2 separate regions of the Mus musculus genome follow, and region 1 is linked to region 2. Evidence: chromatin contacts called from public Hi-C data. All regions are on one chromosome and are shown on one strand. The core of a region is the stretch at or near the end of the contact, and the rest is flanking DNA. Distances in the headings are between cores, read along the strand shown.

Region 1 (6,761 bases), core at 631-3,130, 53 kb after region 2:
CAGCTAACACTTTCATTGTCATTTCATGGGCACAGTGAGGAGTTGTGGTGGCCCCTTGACCCATGTGCCATCTTAGTCAGTTCTGGTGAGTGGGCTTTGCCTATCACAGTTTCCACTGAGTGACCAACACCTGGCCTATGTTGAAGGCTCTAACACAGAAAAATCTCTCCTTTAATCCAGTGGCCCTCTGGCTCCTTGGGACCTCTGCTTTGGCTGTCCCATGACAGAGTGCCCCATACAGCTGATTCAAACTTATGTCATTCCTGAGCCCTCTTTGTGCAAGAAATTTATATATGACCTGTATATGTGCTTATATATACAAAGTAAACATTTGCTGAGAAAAAAATCACTAAAAATTACTTTAAAACTAATTTCTATACATGTAAATTTTGACCTATGTAGCCATGGGCTTTTGCCCTTTTAACAGGGCCAGGCACGAGTTCCATTTCATATGCCGAGCCTTAGATTGAATCAGAAAGCAAGTGGTTACCTGTGTGGCATCTGTGCCACCATTGCACCTATGTCAGCAGCCATTGTGACAGGATCATGGGTAGGTGAAATGATCCTTTCTCTCCTCCTGTGGCACACACTGTACCTTCCAGTACCAGGAGAGGTAGCCAGTTGGACAAAGGTCCCAGCTGAACACCAGCTTGTCTATTCCATCTTCTGTGACTCAAGCATGTGGCCACTTCATGCAGTAGGGTCTTAAGGTCAAATTCTGGAGGGTAGGCAAGAGTGTGAGCCTGTACTTGCTGCGGGTGAGGGAATGGTCTGTGAGACCCAACTCCTGACAGAGTGTTTGCAATCACTGAGCTCAGCCATAAGACAAAACTATGGGGCTATGCCCATAGTTTAAGAAGTTGGAGTCTAGAGGCATGGTTCCAACATCTGTCAAACTACCTGATCACACTATTTTCAGTCCTTCTATGGTTTAGATCAACTTCAGTCCAGACATTTCAATACTAAGGCATGTTGTATTATTCTAAGGTACCTGACAACCACGAACCCCTCCACTGAAGTGTATACATACCCCTTCTTGAGGTGACTACATCTTGATCAAGGTCACAAATTCTCATGGAAGATGATCATGTGCTGCCCCGAGATGCTGTAAAGTCTACAGTCCATCTTCTCTATATATTTATTTCTTCCTACCCCTCCCCAGTCAAGGAGCAGAACGTACAGTATTAGACCCTGGAAGGAGGGGCTGGAAGAAGTTCCTCTTTCCTGACTTGGAGGAAGAAGGCTAGGTAGCTGAGGACCCAGCCAAGAAGCAGTGAGTCTTACTGACTCTTTTACAGCACTCCTGCAAAGTCCGAACAGAAATCATGATCCAGGTGACAGACACCACCTGAGGCATGTCAACAGGAAGGAGGTGGCAGCTATGTACGTTCAGGACAGAAGGTGACATGGGAGGTTCTGCTAAGAGCTGGAGGAAGAAAGAAATCTCAGGCGAGAAGAAAAGCCAGCTAGCCCTGAAACAAAAGGCAATTCCCCAATAACCCAAAGGAGGGGAGGCCATCAGAAACGCTCTCTGCCCCCTTAAGTGAACGCATCTTGGCACTGCTTGCTCCCTAAGTGGAAAGAAATGCCCTTTTAGAGGCAGCGATTTGCTTAGAAAAATATTCCTTTCAAATGTCTTACGATTACTGACACTCTCCTTAGACCTTGGCAGTGGCCTCCTGTGTGTTTGCATGAGAATATAAATGTCTAAAGATAATGTACTCAAAATACACTCCTGGAAAAGCGGATGGCCCTGGAATCAGGAGGCTCTTCCATCTTTATGCCATCTCTATCCACCACTTCAGGGGCCTGACTGTTCTCTTAGCTCTCGTTCCTTCCCACCCTCCCTCCTTTCTTCTCCCTCTTCCCTCCCCCCTTCCCCTAGCTGGGCAGCCATCCAGATGATTCATAGTATATTCTAGCTAAATTCAGCACAAAAGCCATCTAAAGCATCGGAAGATCAAAGTTACATCAGCGAACAGGCACTGGGGAATTGACAAGCAGCTAAAATTAGGACATTGCGGAGCCGTGGCCTTTGACGGATGGAGTGAAATTTAGCCTCTGGTTCGCTATTTAAAGATTGGTGACAGCACCCTTTTCTGTAGCCACAGCAAGCACACAACACAAGTATTCGGGTCTGATTAAGTGTTTAATCATCTCTGGCCCACGGCTGGCTGCGGCAGATGGACGGACTCCTAAGAAGTTGGGCCTTCATTCCCACACCGAGTCTCTCCAGCCCAACTGGTCCCTCCAGGCACACTCTGTAAAGCTATTTTAATCACTTTTACAAGCATTCCTGCCATCACACAGTTCAGCCTCCAAATCCTGACCCAGCACAAGGGTTTCCAGATTCATCATCAACTTAATTAAAACAAACAGATCCAAACAGCTGCCAAACCAATTCGTCAACTGTCCTACTGGCCTCTTTTCTTTTTCTGGTTCCTTCCGGTTTAAATGCAGTCCTCCTCACAGATGGCAGGTGTCCTCCTCTTTGGGTGTACCTTTGTTTTATGGCCATTGTCACCTCCCAGAGACACACTGGCTTCTGGAAGGACAATGTGGGAGCCCAAGATGACCATGATAACTCTAAGAGCCAAGCAGAGAACACTTCCAGGAAGGCAGTCAGCAGCTGCCTTGTCAACTTTGAACTGACCCCACCCTTGTTATTGATCCTTAGGGCCAAGGACAATGGTTTCAAAACAACTTGCATAACTTTCCTCCCTTTCCCTCTGAAACACTGGCCTGCCTCTGTCTCCTCAAGCCTGACCTTGTGGTACCTTGGCACACATTCCAGATGTCCGTGTGCCACCCTCTCCTGTTCTTCCTTGGGTGGCCTGTTTGCTGATTGGCTAACTTGGTTTAGGGTGGCTGTGGCCGCCTGCCTGGCCAGCAGTGACCAGCTCTGCTTCAGTCACCTCTGTGGCCAAGTTTTACTTTGTGAAGCCCCGAAGGGTCAGTGTGAGCTGCTCAGACAGAGGCAAGATGGGAAAATGGGAGAGAGTACAAATGGGGTGTCAGGCTCTCCAACAGCTACCTGATAGCTCTGAGAACCTGTACCCCAAGAGAGTAGAGGAAGAAAGGGAAATTGGGGTGGAAGGTCTAGACCATTCAAGGGGCACTGTAGTAAGTGCACCTTACACAGGATACAAAGAAGTCCTTGGTGGGCTAAAATGGAGAAAGCTGGGCATGAGCTGGGGAAAGAATAAAGGCCAAGATAACCTTGAGGTAGAAGCCAGCTGCTGGTCATGCCCCTGTTTTAAGAAAGGAACTACCTTAGGGTTACTATTGCTGTGATAAGAAATAAAAGTTTAGACAGAAAGGGTTTATTTGGTTTCTACTTCCATATCATAGCCCATCACTGAAGGAAGTCAGGACAGGTACTTATAGGGCAGGAACCTGGAGGCAGGAGCTGATGCAAAGGCCATGGAGGGGTGCTGCTTACTGGATTGCTCCCCATGGGACACTCAGCCTGCTTTCTTACAGAACCCAGGGCCACCAGCCCAGGGTGCCACCACCACCCACAATGGGCTGGAACTTCCCACAATTATTACTAATAAGAAAATGCCCCACAGGCTTGCCTACAGCCTGGTCTTATGGAAGCCTTTTCTTAATTGAGGCCCCCATCTCTCAGATGACTTTAGCTTGTGTCAGGTTAACACAAAAGCAGTCAGTACAAGAACTGTTTAAAGCTCTAGGGAAAGCCAGAGCATGTATGTAGCTTGGGTACTGTGGCACAGCACCTGAATTCAGGCAGGAATGACTCCAGAGAACCTCCAGGAGAGATGCTCCACATGCCCAGGTTTACAGGACAATGCAGGGACACCATCTGAAATATGAGGACAGGGGCCAAAGAAGAAAGACCATCCATTAGGTCACCTGCCTGAAGGGACACAGGCTCCCCAGGCAGACTTTCCAGCCCAGGCCACCAGTCACTGGAATCAGCTCTAGAAGGCATCAGAGAAGTCCCTGCTTCCCCACTTGCAAACAGAGTAAGAGGGAATGGCTTTCTGTGTAAACTAATAAATACCCTCTGCTTAGGCCGCCATTATGATGGCCAAGCTCCTGCAGGGAGTAACCCAGAGTGTGTCCACCAATGAGAGAAGAGGAGGGAAGGCTAGTGTCCTTTACTGGTCTTCTGTGGCATGTACCTACCGTGGGATGCCAGACCTATGGGCAGGATGAGCCTCTTAGGCCTCTCAGCAGATTCCGGGGGCCTGGGTGTTCACTGAGGTAGAGATGAGAGGCATAGGGGGAGCAATGCTTCTGGGTTCTCCACACACGACCACCACATTTGACCTCCAGAATCCAAACTTGAGGAGCACAAGAACAGCAATGGTGCGGCCATTATCCCAGGAGCCCTGTGCGGTAAGGGCAGGAGCGAAGGCCCCACAAGGGAGCCTATAACGCCCTCAGGCCCTGAGCATTTCATGGGAGAGTTACGGGCAAATGGGAATGCGTTTCAAACTTTAGGAGGGTGGGCCTCATTTTCTCCTGAAGAGATGACAGCGACTCACGACAGCGGGACCAGGACATCTTAGCAGCATCATAAAACCTGTGTGTCTTTCCTTCCTGAGACGTGGCAAAGCTTTTAGTCCTGGCGCCATTGCCTTTAAAAGCTTTATGAGGCGCATGAAGGAAAAGCTGTGATTGCAAACCCTGCTCTGTGGGTCTTACAGGAGAATGTGAGGAAGCAGCCAACTTCCTTTCCCTGCCTTATCCCTGTGACCATGTTCTCAGTAATAAGAAAAAACAAAAGACTGCAGGTGACTCTGTGTCTCTGGGTTCAGCAAGTGAGGATTCAACCAACCCCAAGCTGAAGATATTCAGAGAAATATTTGCCACCAGATGGCCTTTCTAGAGACATTTTCCTCATCGCTACTTGAACGCTACCATGATAACGACACCACAGCTCGTGCACTGTCCATATATGGAGATCTACAGATGACTAAGGTGTGAAAGGCTACCCAGAGGTTATGTCCAAATACAACAGCCATTTTGACAGATTTTAAAATTAATTCAATGTGCAAACATATGGGGTGCCAGGCAGTAACTGGGTACCTGTGCGGTGTAGTAGGATCAGCATGGTGACCATTTGTATGTCTTTAAGCACTTTTTTTTTTTTTAATGAATGCTGACAGCTGTATATTCAGGGCTCGGGGTGAGAGCTAAATTGTTTATACCTTGCTCATACTCCCTGCTGGAGTCGCTTATGTCTCTGTCTCCTTACTGTCTTTACAGCTTCTGAGCTCTCTTCTCCGAGTCACACTGCGTGCCAGTCTTTTTATACAAGGCCTCTTGCAGCCATCCTCCCAGGGACCATCTATGCTGTGCTCTATAAGGCTCCTCCACACACGCTCATTTTTACCTGTGGCTCTGTTGCACAGCCCACCCCGTTTCCATTCTTCATTCCTTCCATTTGGTACGGCCTCCTCTTGGAGCTTGCTCTGCAGGACTCCTGTAGTGGCTTCGTGACAAGCCCTGAGGCCATTTGTGTTCTCTTCCACCTGAGAAGTCTCTTATCTCCATACCTTGCTTCTAGGGCCTTCCTTTGGGAGTTTCGTTTCCCCATCACCCACTCGGTTCCTGTCATCGATTCACAGAAACACGGGTTTGATTTTCTAGAGTCTCGTGCTCAACCTTGGGCGTGGTCTTGACCTGTATTTTACTGCTGGAAGTTTACTGTTCATTTATACTCTGTGTTTGAAGCATCACTTCCTGGTGAAAGAATTGCAGCTGAGGCACTTTGAGAGGAAGGGGCAAGCTAGGTGCACGTGGAAAGGGAAATCAGGACCTGTTTGTGCAACACTTCATTCTGGGGTCTGTCTCTGCTTGGAAGTTCTGCCGTCTTGAAGCCATAACATAGCCTGCTGGGCCAACAGTCCTTGATGAGACACCATCAGAACTTATGAGCACTGGTGATGCCTTCTCGTTCCTCCACTTCAGGTCACCTTACTTCCCCCAAGAGATGGCAGACAGTGTCCAAGCTTGGCTCCCATCTTTGGCACCTTGTTTGGTCTGGTCCTGCAGGGCTGTGCCTAGTTCCTGATGTAGCAAGAGGCTACTACCTACCACCATCCAAAGTCTGCCCTGAGTCTTTTGCCTTTGGAGGCTCCTCTCTGAACCGAACCCATGGGAGGTGGTTGCACCATCTCATCATGGAAGACTGGTCTTCACCACTGCATTACTGTTCTAGCTCTGTTTTGTGGTTGCCAATTAGCTGACACACCTGGATCCACCCCTCATTGTTTTTCAGGTCACCCAGCTTTCAGCGTGAAGTTATTTTTGCATGTGTTTAACTGAAATGCAGTATGATGTAAAAGTGCATGTGTCACACTGCACAGCCTGACAGATCTTGGCAAACAGTGTGTGTTCATGAAACCGGCATGTTGACGGAGACACAGAGCCCTGCCAGCAGCTCCGGGAGGCCCCTCAGTCTGTTCCATCAGAAGCCTTTTAGATGTAAGATGTTCCATAAATTCCTGCATGATAACACATGTACTTTCTGTCATAGACTGGAGATCTCCAGAGTAAACGAAAGCCAGTGCATCCGGGAGGCATGAGTGCACTTCACACCGCTGCAGCAAGCCCACGGTGCCTGATAGAAGCCGCTGAAGGCAGGGTGGACTAAGCAACAGCCCATCATGGAGTGAAGAACATGGAACTTGAGGAAGCTAGTCACACTGCTTCCACGGTGAGGACACCGAGCAATCAATGGAGATGACTTCCTCCTTGTAATACAGCCTGGGACTCCAACCCATCGG
Region 2 (6,390 bases), core at 3,763-6,262:
ACTCCCTCATCTTGAGCCTGATTTTGCAGAGAGTGGACCATCTGGGACTAGTTACAAGGGATGCAGCTCCCCCCTGCCAGAGACTTTAGGGAAAGACCCTGAGCCTGCTGCCAACAGAGATGCCTGGGTAGCCCCAAATCCTTCATCCCTCTCTTACATGTTCCTGCTGTTCCCCCTGAGAGACCCTGAGTCAGTACCACCCTGATGGGGCCTTCAGGAATTCCTAACACCATGGGAGAAAATGCTGTGGGATTTGTGGCCTTAAGGTACCAAGATCCAGGGTCTGTAAAACAGCAAAGGGTGACTAGAACTGTCCCTCCCCCATCACCTGGTTTTACTTTTGTCACCCCTTCCTCACTGTGCCAAGACTTTAGAAATCTGAAGCCATACCCTGAACAAAGCTGACCACAGAGTGTAGAGTGTCTGAATTCCTTCCCTCATGGTCATTACCGTCTGACCTCCACATTTACCCCATGTTCTCTCACAGACAGACAGACAGACAAACAGACAAACAGACAGATGGATGGACAGATGGATGAACAGACAGACATACACAGAGACACACAGACACGCACACATTAAAAAGGAAATAACCAATGCAAATTCGTATACTTCCCTTTCCTAACTCCTGTGGTTCGATCCTAGGTCTGACTACTAATCACCAGCAGCCCAGGCCATGGTGATGGTCTCCACTCCTTCACAGAAACATCTGGAACCAGCAAGCAGGTAGCAGTGCTTGGGTATCCTTGTTGCTTGTCACCAATGACTACAAACCAGTTTTCAAACACTCAGAACATGTCAGCAGGTAGGTGTCCTCCCCGCAAACACACACAGACGTCCATCCATTTTCTGGAGGAAGCAGACCTAAGAGGGCTCTGTCCGGTGCCAGAGAAAGAGAGTGCTGAGATCAGTAGCTGGGCCAAAGCTATACTTCCCGGAGTTGAGATACTCATGTGCCCATATTATAGTGTTCCTTCAGGTGCTGCAGGATCATCTACTGCCATCTTGGAATAGAGATGTCTTTGGCCGGATAGTCACATCAAGGAAGTGATGAGCAGTACATTGCTACAGAGGTATCAAGATCTTCAACAACGGTAATGGAGTTGATGACACTCCACAGGAAGAGGGTAGGGTAGGGTCACAGGACATCAAGGGAGTAGGGGGTAACTGTTCAGCTATTCCTTCCTACAGCAGCCCCCACCCCTGCTACAACAGAGCTCGGGAGATACTAGAATATATAAAACAGTAGATTAACTAGACATGGGACATGATGTCACGGCGTCTGTGAGCCATCGTTCATGATGAGGTAGGACTTTATGGTAATGCAGTTGTTGTATCCCATCCCCTTCCTCTCCAACCCCATAACCCCTCCTGTGGTGCTCTGTAAGGAAGCCAAATAAACTCATTGGTTCACCAAGTTAGCCTTGAGCAGAACTTGTTTGTTCTATATGGGGTGAATAAGTGTTTGCTTATGTCTCCCCAGGAAAAGTCAGAGAACATCATGCGGACCCCACCTGGGTCTTTCTTCACAGTGTCTGTCAAGCACCCTCCCAACGTTCCCCCCTCTCCCCGTACATCCTCATGGAGGGCGGTGGCTGCTTGAGTCCTAGATCCCTTAGTTGTATTTGCCAGATGTTTTGCTGTCGCTGTTGCTGTTATTGGTGTTTTATTTTCTGGAGAGTCGGGGTTCTATTATTCTGTGTGCAGGCCCCATCCAGACAGGGTTCACGTGCCCCAGGCATGAGCACAGTTTGTGAATCACTGATTTCCAAGAGACTGGGAGAGAGGGGATGCACCCTCTATCCTCTAGAACTGACAGTCTAATTATTCTTCGCATGATCCCTTCGCAGCTTGTCCCAACAGACTCCAAACTCATCCTCGCTCACCCACAAGTATGCATTCATTAGAGACGTGAATGGTATTCCTTGCGAAGACAAAGCAAGATGCTGTTCTCAGGAAACAAGAACCCAGACTCAACTCTGAAATGATACCCGGGGCCGTGAGAAGCAGTTGGTAGAGCACTGGTCCAGCGTGCACAAAGCCACGGGTTTGAGGCTCAGCTCTACATTTACTGAGTATGATGGTACACATCTCTAATCTCAGCACTCAGGACATGGGGGCAGACAGAGCAGAAGCACAAGGCTACACGGTGAGTTCAAGGCCAGCCTGGGATTTTTTTTCAATTTTTTTATTAGATATTTTCTTCATTTACTTTACAAATGCTTTCCCGAAAGTCCCCTAAACCGCCCCCCTGCTCCCCCAGCCTGGGATTTTATGAGACCCTGTCCCTTTATAACTCTCAAAGTGACTGTCACTTTGGGAGTTTCCACAATGAAAGCAGAAGACAAAGCAAGCATTGCCTATCCACCTCCGCATGCCCCTTCCTCATTCTTGAGGGACCTCAGACTTGCTCCCGGGGCAGAGAGCACCAACCAGAGATCACGGTGGACCTGGATCTGCTCCTCCCGGTGACACTGGAGTGACCCCTCCCCCACATACTGTTTCCCCTCTGCAAAAACCCAATTACTATTAATCCCAACACTGCAGAAAGCAAAAGAGCTGTGTTTGCAGCTTCCTGGTAGAGCCCTTGCCTAACACCCTGGGTTGGATCAATTAAAAATCAGTCGTTGACCTCTTTCACACGGATCCAGTTCAAATCAGCCCCTGCTTCCCAGTGGGGAACTCCCTTGCTGTCCTGCTGTCCCTGTTAGAATCAGAGGCACACACCCAGACTGGACTCAACCCCTCTTGGTTCTCACCTCCCGGCTGCCTCCTCTATTCAAATCATGGGGCTGGATGTAGCACATGGTTTACTTAGGAGACAATGCCTCATCCCACAGAGGGGAGAGTCCATGTCCAGCTTTTTATGGAGCCTTTGGAAGCCGCTATATACCTGTTCTTCAAACACTCGGGTTCCCCGTCCCACCCTGAGCCATTTATCTACACACATCTGCAGCTGGAAGCCTCCTGGAAGGGCTCATGGACCTAATTCCGAATATCCCACTGCCCCAGAACAGGTTAAACTCCTGGCTTCATGCTGCCACCATCAGGGTTAACTTGCTTCTGGTAAAACACCTCAGTGGGTCACTCTGCTGAGGACCACAGTGCACCTGCCTCTGACAACCTGGACAAACTAACTTCTACCCACCTGCTGTATAATAACCACCACTGCCATCTCGGCCAATATGACCTCCCAGGTGTCCCATACAAATGTGAAAGAATCTATCCCAGGTGGACAGGGGTTGCCTTTGGTCTGTTGTACTCTGGCTACTGCTCCAAGCTTACTTCCAGTCTGTGGTCAATGCCAGGCCTCTGCTGGCCTTGCAAAAGACACGTTCCTGTAGTCTGAAGGTCTGGCCCTTAGGCCTGAAGGGAGGAGCATCTATTCCATCTAACCCCAAAGAAGGCAGACCTGGCGCCCCTGCCCATACAAAGTCACCGAGGCATCACACATTGAACCTGCAGTGAGCTATGTGTTACCTGTTTTAAAGTACCTACCTAAGAGGGGCGGCCAAAGGCATGCCTTCCTTTTCTGCTTCCATCTTGGGGTATGAGGTCTCCTGCTAAGGTGTTCTCTGCCTCTTCCAAAGCATGGCCGCCCCTCCTCTCCCACCTGACCTCAAGTGTAGCTGAAGATGTCCGAGGCAGCAGTGACAGAGAGAGGCATAGCAGCGTGCTGTCACCCAGGGCAGCCTATGGACACCCCTTAATCTTTTAGGGGCCTCAACTCCAAGCCAAGGTTCCATGCTACTGTCTTCACCCATGAATAGGATTCCAGTGGCTTTGAATCTGCTGTCTGTAGAGGATGTCTGGGAAACCTGACAGGGCTCAGCTGAGAGGGCCCAAGATCACAGAATTACAGAGAGGTAGGATATCTCAGTCTAGTGACTTCCAAAACACACCCAGGGGGAGAGGCCCTGCCCAGGCCGCCAACATTCAGACCCAGAACCTACCTTATTGCTACCTTATCAGTACCTGAAGATGTCTCTGTACCAAAGATCGCTTGTGTTGGCAACCTTCATGGTAAATACTGATTGTGTTGGAATTGTGTGTCCAGCTGGAGAGGGATCCCCCAGTGGATTTTATCCCTACAAGTATCCCTACAGGTTTTCACATCTTTCTGTCCTGCATCATGGGCACCTTGGGTCTCTCAGGAGTAAAGGTGGCTGGACTTCCTGATGGCCTCTGTCTGTCCGCACCTGCTATTCCTGCAGGCTCACCTCAGTTCCCCTGTTGTTTATCTCTGTCTCAGGGACTGATTCCCTTCTGTGAAGTTCTCTTTCAGACTGGAAAGCCACCCAGAATCCACTCCAGCCCCACTGCCCTTCCCTCCCCGAGGTCAGATTGCACTTTTGAGAATATTGTGGGTCATCTTTCTACTGTCTGATACAGGATTAATCCCTGTCTCCGGTTTACAACGGTCCCTCTCCAATCCCAGCCCATGCCTGTACAAGAACAATGTCAAGTCTGCCCATAACTTAAGTTTTTAAGGATTCCATCCCACACTGATCCGTGTGTGGATAATTATCAGCAGGGCCACAGGAAGGCTGTTGTCTTTTTGCCCCACACCAGGGGCTAGCAGGTCCCGGTCTCAGCCCACATAGGTATTTTGCCTGGCTGCCTCTATCTACCTCTAGGGAAGCTCTCTAGGAAGAGGCCTGTTAATAATTTACCCAGGATGCACTGCAGACCGGCAGGTGGCTGTAAGCGGCAACAAATGTCAGCCATGTGCCCTGAAGGCACAACTGCCTGCCAGGCAGAACTCCCTACCAAACAGCACGGACCTGGGGCCAGTCCACAGGAGTGTGCATGTGAGAGTTCTAACTTCCTGGCTGATGCTCATGGGGCATACTTTGCTCCCAAGGCTGTCCTCCAGCTCAGTAGGCCCGGGAATGTCTCTTAAGTCCTGTCATCCTGTCCTTTTCAGTTCTTTCCTTAGGCAGAGCCCTCTCTAAGTAGTAACAGCATCCTTCTTCCAGCTTTGCACTCATTTCAGAAACGGACACTAGGGGGCAGTCATCAGACATAGCACAGGCCACAGCTGGAGTCCTTTCTTTTTTGACTAGGGCACCGGGGTGACAACACTGAACATGAGCCCTTTACCACAGCCAGTAGGTTCTGTTGCCTGTTGCTGGCAGTCTTGATTCAAGCCAGGCTGGGAGAGAGCTTCCCACTCACGGGTCCCATCCCAGGCTCAGGGTTCACAGCCGCAGAGGGGAGTTAAGTGGGTTTAGGCAAACACACACAACTTGATTTCCACGTTGTCTTCTTCTGGCTCCTATGGGATGCAGCAAAAGAATGGTGTCTGGTTTCAGGGCCATAAAATGGTCCAGCTTAGGCTAACCCTGAGGAGGTAGGCAGGTTGTTTACTGAGGAGCCTCTTGGGCATTCTCTGAGGATGTCACTGGTAATCCACCTTCCCACACAGACGCAATGGCCCAGGACAGTGCTGCGGACATTGAGGGCCAGAACATTCAAGAATAGGACACAAGTCCTACAGAATGGCAAGTTAAAGAGAGACCTCCAATGAGGTTCAAAGGCAGCCTAGTGACATAGCCACTGGGTGACTGACTGCCTCCAGTCTGGTAGTTAGGACTTTCAGAAGCAGAGGACACTTGTGGAGAGAACAGTTAAGGATCCTACGACTGGGAATGGGGGTGAGGGTGGGGTATGGAAATGGCCCCTGAGGAGAGGGACCATGGCCAAATGATTCAAGGCTATGATCCCATATACATCATATACATACACAGGCCTAAGTCTCTAAAGGCAGAACTCTCCACAGGGTGACCAGGTTCTAATTATCATGCAGTCCCTGGGATGTCACCCTTGGTCCCCACTTCACTGCCTGCTCCTCAGACTGGAAAGTGCTGTCCCATTGAAGTCTGGCCAAGTTGGAAACATTCTCAAACCTCAGGCCCAGGTCACAGAAGCAGAGCGTGCTGACGGAGATGTGCGTTCGTGGCTATAGGAACACATGTCCTGTTTGCGGGTGTGGAGTGCCACTGTTGTGAATATATGTGCTGTGGGGCTGTGGGTATGTGTGCATACCTGATGTATGTGCAGGTAGTGAGTGGACCTGTCAGGGCTGTGACTGCCTGTGATGTGTATGTGCACGTGTGAGCTGTGTGTGCCTACAGGGTATAGTCACGGTCGTGAGTGAGTGGGTATATGTGTGGGGGTAAATTATGAGAGAGTGTACCTGCGAGTGTCTTCATGTACATGCGGCTGGCATGTGAGTATGTAGGCAGCAGCATATGAAAATAGGTACAGGCAAGGCTTCTGAGTTGGTAGTCTGGATGGGCTGCTGGTGTCATCGAATGCAGGCTGAAGATCCAGCCTGTGCACACCCAAGTGCAAGACAGGTGTGTCTTGCTTGTTGTCAAGCTGTGT

What was found. A called contact is a pair of places that touch in the nucleus more often than the background predicts.
Region 1: a Hi-C map of muscle stem cells shows a contact between it and region 2, with 3 times the contacts expected there. The contact joins two enhancer-like sites. A contact is called at or near these places in 22 of 484 Hi-C or Micro-C datasets (the C2C12 cell line, the CH12 cell line, Th2 cells and 12 more), 1 of 115 datasets of contacts at active chromatin or transcription factors (embryonic fibroblasts) and 2 of 9 other capture datasets (embryonic stem cells and liver).

What each region holds. Positions count from the first base shown.
Region 1 is chr13:52,763,756-52,770,516 of GRCm38.p6, forward strand. No RefSeq gene overlaps it. Among named protein-coding and RNA genes, the nearest start is that of BB123696, 9.9 kb to the left of the region's middle. Within about 2 kb of position 1,881, at least 110 of the 459 cell types and tissues checked have an H3K27ac peak or open chromatin away from gene starts, as enhancers often do. A contact at or near this core is called in bone marrow-derived macrophages, brown adipocytes, muscle stem cells and 1 more, where this site is marked.
Region 2 is chr13:52,707,144-52,713,533 of GRCm38.p6, forward strand. No RefSeq gene overlaps it. Among named protein-coding and RNA genes, the nearest start is that of BB123696, 47 kb to the right of the region's middle. Within about 2 kb of position 5,013, at least 53 of the 459 cell types and tissues checked have an H3K27ac peak or open chromatin away from gene starts, as enhancers often do. A contact at or near this core is called in bone marrow-derived macrophages, brown adipocytes, muscle stem cells and 1 more, where this site is marked.